3 separate regions of the Hordeum vulgare genome follow, and regions 2 and 3 are each linked to region 1. Evidence: chromatin contacts called from public Hi-C data. All regions are on one chromosome and are shown on one strand. The core of a region is the stretch at or near the end of the contact, and the rest is flanking DNA. Distances in the headings are between cores, read along the strand shown.

Region 1 (2,700 bases), core at 65-2,564:
TTGAACTTGTGTGTCTCTCTTTAAAAACTCTGCAAATTAGTAGATAAACATAGTGTTGACGTCTTGGGCATTCTCCTAAGATGGGTTATCTAAAATTTTGGACATTCGTTTGGTAGACGGAACACGTTTCAACCAGAAAACTTGGCATAGTAACAAATGTATATACTCTTATCCGTTGTCTTGTAAGCACATGCAAAGTATAGCTTAGATAGTTAGGTTTCTTGCGGTGAAACCTGCCTACCCGTGTTTGGGTAGACACTTTCATACGGTGGTTGTATGTTTTCTGGATTTGTTTCATACTCTTTGACATTATCCACTTAATGGCATGATGTGAATGTCGACTACAAGCGCCTTTTAATGATTTTATCATCTCAAAATCTGCCAGCTCATACAGATAAGGCGTGCGAGCATGCTCTTATAAGGTTGAGCGTGCGTACATGTTCCGAAAGATTCATACTTTCCTAACAGAAAATATTGATTGAAAGCAATGCGGGCAAGAGCCAGAAATTACTTTAAATTGTAGTAAAAAGTAAAACCGGGCCTATTTTATTTACGGCAAGAATCAAATCCAGACATCCGCTAGCGCGCAACGTGACAAAGAAAAGGACGAATTCTCACGTCGCGAACAAGCCCCTTATGTAGCAAAAACGACTTGACTTCAAAACCGTTCAAAGCTGAACCTGCATATCTTGTTTTAAAGAATCCCGTCAAACATAAAAGATAGGCGCAGCGTCGACGTCGTCGGTATTCCCTTCAAACAGTTTATTATCCGACGTTTTGGACGCCCGTTCGTTCCGTCCGGCAGACCGGAAGCGGCCCAGCCACAAAACGTGGCCCAATTCTATACTCCCGCTTTCCCGGCGCGCGTTTTCCTTCCCTCCTTGCCTCACGCACGCGCATGCCCCTACGTGACGCGATGCGTCCGCGCCATCGGCCAGCAGCAGCGACGTCACGGCCGGGGTCGGGATAGAGGGATAGGGATACGAAACCCAGCGCCAGCGCCAGCACCAGCAGCCGTTCGGTTTGACGACGGCGACGGTGGCCGTGCGTCGTGGGCAGCGCTCGTCTATCCATCCATCCATCCAATCCGAAACCCAACCGTCCCACGGCGCGGGGGCATGACCGTCATTCGCGCCGCGCGCCTTCCCAATCTGGATAAGCCCCCCGCCCCCGGCCCCACCCCGTGCGTGCCCCCTTCTTCCACCTCCGCTCCCGATCCTGGTCCAAGCTACGAGTAGCTAGCAAGGTGGGCCGGGCCGGGCCGGGCCGGGCTTCGCTCCCGTGTCCCGTTTATATATACCTCCTCCCTCGCTCCCACCCCCGCCCGTTCTTATCCCCAGAAGCTTCCACAGAGGCGGCAGGCACGCCCGCCGATCCAGCTCACCATCTTCTCCCCCCTCCCTCCTCCCTCCGTCCCCCCACATTTCCGCGAGCCACTTCATGCGCCATTATCCCCGTCCAGGAGCACTGGGCAACCGCAACGCGCCGCCGCACAGGCAATAGACGATGCCGTCGCTCTCCTGCCACAACCTGCTCGACCTGGCCGAGGAGGTGCCGCCGCTGCCCCCGTCCCCGCTCCGCCTGCCGCGGGTCATGGCCGGCGCCTCCCCCTCCTCGCCGGCGTCCCCGTCCCAGCCCGGCCCGCCGCGGCGGGTCATCGTCTCGCACCGCCTCCCCCTCCGCGCGTCCCCAGACCCCGCGGCCCCGTTCGGGTTCAGGTTCACCGTCGACGCGGGCACCGTCGCCTACCAGCTCCGCTCGGGCCTGCCCGCCTCCGCCCCCGTGCTGCACGTCGGCACGCTGCCCCCCGCGGCCGCCGACGCCGCCTCCGACGAGCTGGCCAGCTATCTCATGGCCAGCTTCTCCTGCCTGCCCGTCTTCCTCCCCGCCGACCTCCACCGCAGGTACTACCACGGCTTCTGCAAGCACTACATGTGGCCGCTCCTCCACTACCTGCTCCCGCTCACGCCCTCCACGCTCGGGGGCCTGCCCTTCGACCGCGCGCTCTACCACTCCTTCCTCTCCGCCAACCGCGCCTTCGCCGACCGCCTCACCGAGGTGCTCGCCCCCGACGACGACTTCGTCTGGATCCAGGACTACCACCTCCTCGCCCTCCCCACCTTCCTCCGCAAGCGCTTCCCGCGCGCCAGGGTCGGATTCTTCCTCCACTCCCCCTTCCCCTCCTCGGAGATCTTCCGCACGATTCCAGTCCGCGACGACCTGCTCCGCGCGCTCCTCAACGCCGACCTCGTCGGCTTCCACACCTTCGACTACGCGCGCCACTTCCTCTCGGCGTGCTCGCGCCTGCTCGGCCTCGACTACCAGTCCAAGCGCGGATACATCGGCATCGAGTACTACGGCCGCACCGTCACCGTCAAGATACTGCCCGTCGGCATCGACATGGGCCAGCTCCGGTCGGTCGTGTCGGCGCCGGAGACGGCGGACGTCGTGCGCCAGGTCGCCGACGCGTACAAGGGGCGGCGCCTCATGCTGGGCGTGGACGACGTCGATCTCTTCAAGGGGATCGGGCTCAAGTTCCTGGGGATGGAGCAGCTGCTGGTGGAGCATCCCGAGCTCCGCGATAAGGCCGTGCTCGTGCAGATCACCAACCCGGCGCGCAGCGAGGGCCGGGACGTGCAGGAGGTGCAGGACGAGGCGAGGGCCATCAGCGCCCGGGTCAATGAGCGGTTCGGCACCCCC
Region 2 (3,008 bases), core at 291-2,790, 150 kb before region 1:
CAGTTCTTTTGATAGCTTTTAGATTAAACTGAAATAAGCTGCCCTTATCCAGCTTATTCTAGAAGTTTAATCAAATATATATTTTTAAAGCTTATTAATTAAGTCTTGATTACTAAGCTTCTAGAAAAATATTTTTAGTTGGGCTTCTAGAATAAGCTGCGTGGGGGACAACTTATTCTAGAAGGCTTAAAAAGTTATCGAAAGAACTGACCCTTAATCATCATGACGGAGGCGGTACCACCACGTACACGGTACACATACACTCGTTTTGACATCACGTACGCATACACTTATAGTTGTGCTGTTCAATCACTATCAATCCCGAATTGCAGCCAATTGTTATCCCATTTGGGATTAATTATAACACCACACAGGCACACACGGGTCAATATCCCTCCCCATCCTTAATTATCGTTATCTCATCTGATGTTCGTGAACGAGATGATCGTTAACAGTTAACAAACGCCCTCCCTCAGCCAGTTAGCGCCATTAACGACACGGCACACTGGCAATGGATAAGGGTGCGACTATGGTCGTCGCACCTAATTGTACTCCATCCGTTTTAAAGAATTTGTCTTAGATTTGTATCAATATGAATGTATCTAGTCACGTTTTAGTATTTAGATACATTCAATTATAGACAAACCTAAGACAAGAATTTTGAGAGGAAAGAGTACTTCATACGGATCAAAATCAATTAGGGGCCGTTTGAAATCGGTGTATTCTAATACACTCGTATTAGTTTTACAACTGTTTTTTTTGCTGATCATGTACGATTTTCAGTAGAAAATAAAAACGATGGATTATGGTCTGTATATTTTACACTTGTAACAGGGTTGAAAACGACAATCCAATCAATGCCTTGGTTGATGTGGTACGGTATGCATCGACCGAGCGGGGCAGGAAGGGTGCGGCATCTTGCTTCCACTAAATGCATCCGAACCAACGAGTACACCACCAGCCAGCCAGCCAGCTCGTAATGCAAGGTATTGCTTCAATTATTTAATGCGTAAAGAAGTCTTATCTGCTGCCTAACCTCTTCTTTATCTGTCATACTTTTAAGCTTTTAACGCGTAAAGAAATTCTTTTCTGTCTGGTACAAGCTCGGAATTGTCATGGTACCCCCACCGTTCTTTCGGTACAAGTATTTCTAGGCTGGCATTTCCCTTATTTTACAATTATTCAACGCCCACTCTTTCGGTACCCCCACCGTTCCATAATTTTAGTTACCCCTAAAAAAACAATTAGTTCGGTATTGGTACAAACTAGTACAATCATTAACTAGATTGACAATGACGATGAGCTCACCCCGCTGAGGCCGTTGGCTCCGAGATACTCCAACGGGGTGAGTGATCCGACTGCTGCTGCTCTCGAGGCCTCTTCGGAGCAGGCGGGAGGGATGGGTGAAGGTGGGGGGCTGTCGTCGTTGGACTCGGCTTTGACTCATCGGCCTATGCCCGCCTACCTCCACGGTTGATGACGCAGGTGTCTTGTCTCTGGGCATTGTGCGGTGGTTTGCACAGATCCCTTTTAATGATCTCATTGCTTGGAGAAGGATCATCGTGCGCGTGAGTGTCACAATCCACGACGTCCTCTCAGTCACCGGTATGTCTTGTCATCGCGCCGCTTTCTCGTATTCAGAACCCAACATCGTCAACCTCCTGCTCCAAAAGAGGGCCCAATGAAGTCCGCGCTCCCCTCCGTTGCATCTCGACGTGGGCCTTGGGCGTTTGAGGTATGTGCTTTCGCTAGCCCGACAACCCCATCCGATGTGGTGCTTCAGACCACTCTAGCTGATCAGACTAAGTTGCTTCAAGGTTGGCAATCATGAATTAATATCTTCCCGAAGTGGGCGGAGGCTTCTTTGAGTAGGCATTCCCTTGTGCCATGTACCTTGCAGGCCACGTCGGTGCCACATCCTCTTGGTGTGGCCATTGTCGGCTCTATGGAGGACGCAGGTCAGAGCCCTATGGTTTGTTCTCCCCTCATGTCGGGACAATTCAACTTCGATGTCAGCTTCGTGTGTTGTGTTGCCCATCGTTGTGGGCGAATCCATCGTTGTGCTTGCGGCCCCCGTGCTGCAACTCACGCTCGAGATTCGAGATATATGTTCGAGCCCTGCTTCGCCTCTGTTCTTGGAGCGGTTTGAGTCAGGTGAGCAAGTGGAGGCGCCAAATTTCATTGTGTCATTAGTTGCGTGTGGTGCAGGGTGTTGTGTAGGTAGTTCCTGAGGACGATAATATTGATGCAGCCGGTTGATTGGTGCTTGCTCCTAGGATCCCCTTGGTTTACAACAATTACAACAGTACAATGAGTTCTACGACTTCCTTGACAAATGGGTAGCTCATCAGTTTGGATCCTGCAACACAAGTGGTTGGCTCCTGAAAGAGAAACCCAATAGGGAAAAAGAAAAGATAAACAAAAGCAAGGTGGCACCATCCGAAAGGCGCCCACGATTTCATGATCGATGGTGCTCCATTTTGAGCATGGTCGGTGTTCTTTTCTAGTGCTCCATTGTGTTGTACAAGTGTCGAGGATTACGATTTTGGTGCGTCACGAGGGCCACACGTGCGGTGACATTGTTTCGTGTTGCGTGAGTAGTACACATTTGGATTGTTCGTATCGGTTTTTGTCTCGGTTTCCAAAAATTAACTGGGCAACTATCTTCTTCTTAATTAATTAATGCGGCAAACATTTTGCATTCATTTAAAAAAATAACTAGAATGCTAAGAGCATGGTTAATAGTATAGCTAGCTGCTCGCTATAAGACATTGTCATGTTATCTATAGCCTATCTTATAGCCAACATGTACAATAGTTGATTAAAAAAGTGTACTGCTTTTTTATTATATGACACACCTTTCACTTTCACAAAGTGCCTAGGAGCACGTGTTAGAGCTGACTCTTAACTAAGAGTCCGCTTACCTTCTCTCTCCTCTTGTCTTTCCATCAACTAAGCAAAAAAATATTAGTTTATTTTTTATAGCCAGCTCATTCAGCTCTACTGTA
Region 3 (2,900 bases), core at 15-2,514, 210 kb before region 1:
GTTGTTAACAACTTCCCAATAATTTAGGATTTAGGGTTTTGAATACCAAAATTACGGTTTAAGTAATAGTTCATCAATTTTTAAAATAAATGATCATCAACTTTATAAAAGTTTCATTAACTTCCAATAAAAGTTCGCGTATTTCAGGAATAGTTCACGAATTTAGAAAAGAAAAAAGACTTCAGCAATCTGTGAAAAAATCACCTATTTTTTTTAAAAAATGATCATTTTAAAAAACAAATGGTGTGAGGTTTAAAAAGCTGACGTATTTAGAAAGGAAAAGGAAATCAAAAAAAAAAGGAAAAAATAAATATAAAAAAGAAACAATACAAAGAATACTGCGTTTTCAATGTTGTTTATTAGAGTAAAAAATAGTTGTAGCACGTAAGGTCTTGTTGACCAGTTGGTTAGCGCAACATTGGTAACGCCTAAACGTGCATGATTTCAATCTTGCTTCTTACATAATTTTTGGGTGGTTTAAAAAATAAAGAAAACATGAACAGTGTTCAGGATGTGCTTATGAAAAAAAATACAGCGTATACGTGAATATAACCATCTTGTCATTTATTATGAAGAAGTATCGATCAATCTGGACCGTTTTTGTGTTTAGGGGGTGTACTGAAGCAGAAGTGTAATTATAATCCATAGGTTTTGATAGTATATAAGCTCAAGCCCACTCCTCGCCTCTGCATGCGCACATAGCTATGTATCTAAGTGCAGATCGTCAGATACGACTGTCAACGGCGCATGGTAATGTTGAACTTGATTAATTACTGCGCGTAGTCGCAGAATCCATAGCTGCACTTCTTGTTGCACTGGTTAGAGCAGGCGCCACAGTTCTTCTTGTCGGAGAGGAGATCCACGCAGCGACCACCGCAGCACATCCGGCCGTGCTTGCACGCTTTGTCGCAGCCGCCGCAGTGATGGACGCTGGCGACAGTGTCCACGCACTGGCCGCTGCAGCACGCCGTCCCCGTCGCAAGGCATGCTCCGGCCGACTTCTTCGAGCAGTCGTACGCTGGCAGCGGCGGGTGGACGGTGCCGCCAACAAGCAGGAAGCGGCTCCTCCTTGCCGCTGGGTGACGGGGGCTTGGGCTGGTGCCGGCCATGGCTGGAACAAGGGCACTGGCAGTGGCCAGCACCGTGATGAGGAGAAGCACGGCGGCGCTCGCCATTGTCGAGACAAGGAGGGGTAATGCAGGTGTTTGTGCTTATTGGATCGTGGCTCTTGATTAAGGGAGCTCAATGCTCAAGGATGTGTAGTTTGTGTGACTGTGGAGTAATGCCTCTCATGGCTGAAGCATCACGCTTTATATAGAGAGAGGGCATGGGAAGGAAGTCAGCGGGGTTAGCTCTGCACTCTTGAGGTTGACTTTTGATGGAAATTCGACTTTAAGACACGCCAAGAAGCTGCTTTTGTCCGGAGCAAAAATGATTGAAAATAAACGAAAGGCTTCAGGTACAACGTTTCCATCGAGTGTGGAGGTTTCAGAAAGATTAAATTACAGGTTGATCAATCAATACTCCAGGTACTTGCTAAGCAACCGGTTCACAACAATAGCTAAGAACAGAGAATGGCTGCAAAATGGTTGCAGTACTAAGTGTAAGTAAAGTAAGCTAAGCTCCATCAAGCACGAATTCTGCATAACTAATACAGTACACGGGATGCAATGAACCAAATGTCGCCCGTCCATGCATGCTGGACGTGTTAGGTGAGCATAAGCGGAAGACTTAAAATACTCCTAAGCTAAGCACTTCGCTTCGATACAACCCCTTAGACACATCGACGGTTTAGATTAACCCATACCCTTCATAAAAAAAAGCAGGATGGGGATAAAAATATACGCGCCGCACTGCGCCGGCCCTATGAAGACGGATTCACCTATACATGGTCCGCGTACGGCTGACCAGTGCAAACTCTACCTCGCCCTTCGCCCACGTTACTGCGGCGCAGAGGGTCGCGTCAACCGCCCGCCATTACTCCGGCACGGATTGCCGTGCTCATTACTCCAATGCGGACCGCCGAAGCGTTCCCGCAACCGTGTCGGTGGCGCGCGTTTTTGCGTGCGGCGTCGATCCGCACGTCGCGTCGGTCACCCTGTCGCCGCTTCGGTCCTCCCGCCTTCGCCATCACTGCCCCCAACCACCGCCGCCGTTCGCCTCCTCCCGCTCGCCCTATATAAAAGGCCCGCCCCTGGCGCCTAACTCCCGCACCAGCTTGCCCCTCTCTCCCGCTCGCCCTATATAAAAGGCCCGCCCCTGGCGCCTAACTCCCGCACCAGCTTGCCCCTCTCTCCCTCTCGCCCTCGTCGCCTCTTCCCGCTCCTCCCTCGTTCGTCTCCCTCCGTCTCCGACGACGGCGCGCCCCAACCTGACACTCGAGGAAGCGGAGGAGCTCGCCCACTTCGGCATCCCCACGGCGCCGGACGTGCGGATGCCGTTGGGGTGGCGCCTCGGCGTCGACGGAGTGCTGGTGGCGCCGGTGTCCGAGCCCGATACCTACCTGTTCGCCCACGCCGTCGGCCTCTACCGGGCGCGGCTGTCACCGGAGGAGCTGCGGAACCCTCTATACGCCCCCAACAACCCCGCCTGGCCGGACATGCTCGTCGCCGACCACGACGCGCGCCTCCATGCGTTCGCCGGCCCGCGAACGCCGGTGAAGCACAACCACACCCGATGTCACCAGCTGTGGGACGGCCGCAGCTTCGAGGAGGTCGTCGCCCCGCATCGCGCGTAGGCGGCCGCCAGCGCCATTCCAGCCCCCATCAACGCCGACTTCGCTGCCTTCCGCAGCGGCGCCGCGCGGTCCTCCCGCTTCTCCGGCGTCCGTGGAGGCTCCGATGGACGTGCGTCGGTTTTGCTTGGTTGCGGTGACCGCCGCATCGTTGCCCCTCGTGCGG

The links. A called contact is a pair of places that touch in the nucleus more often than the background predicts.
Region 2: a contact with region 1 is called in a Hi-C map of leaf, with 4 times the contacts expected there. The contact joins the enhancer-like site here to the promoter of LOC123406139 in region 1. A contact is called at or near these places in 1 of 6 Hi-C or Micro-C datasets (leaf) and 1 of 1 datasets of contacts at active chromatin or transcription factors (embryo).
Region 3: a Hi-C map of leaf shows a contact between it and region 1, with 2.8 times the contacts expected there. The contact joins the promoter of LOC123405937 here to the promoter of LOC123406139 in region 1. A contact is called at or near these places in 1 of 6 Hi-C or Micro-C datasets (leaf) and 1 of 1 datasets of contacts at active chromatin or transcription factors (embryo).

Annotation. Positions count from the first base shown.
Region 1 is chr6H:534,672,402-534,675,101 of MorexV3_pseudomolecules_assembly, reverse strand. It overlaps LOC123406139 (probable alpha,alpha-trehalose-phosphate synthase [UDP-forming] 8), which reads left to right and starts at 1,314. Exons shown (of 3, transcript XM_045099617.1): 1 at 1,314-2,700. The coding sequence starts at 1,507.
Region 2 is chr6H:534,822,078-534,825,085 of MorexV3_pseudomolecules_assembly, reverse strand. No RefSeq gene overlaps it. Among protein-coding and RNA genes, the nearest start is that of LOC123405937, 61 kb to the left of the region's middle. Within about 2 kb of position 1,540, at least 1 of the 3 cell types and tissues checked has open chromatin away from gene starts, as enhancers often do. A contact at or near this core is called in leaf, where this site is marked.
Region 3 is chr6H:534,882,908-534,885,807 of MorexV3_pseudomolecules_assembly, reverse strand. It overlaps LOC123405937 (stigma-specific STIG1-like protein 3), which reads right to left and starts at 1,264. Exons shown (of 1, transcript XM_045099449.1): 1 at 540-1,264. The coding sequence starts at 1,175. The coding sequence ends at 771.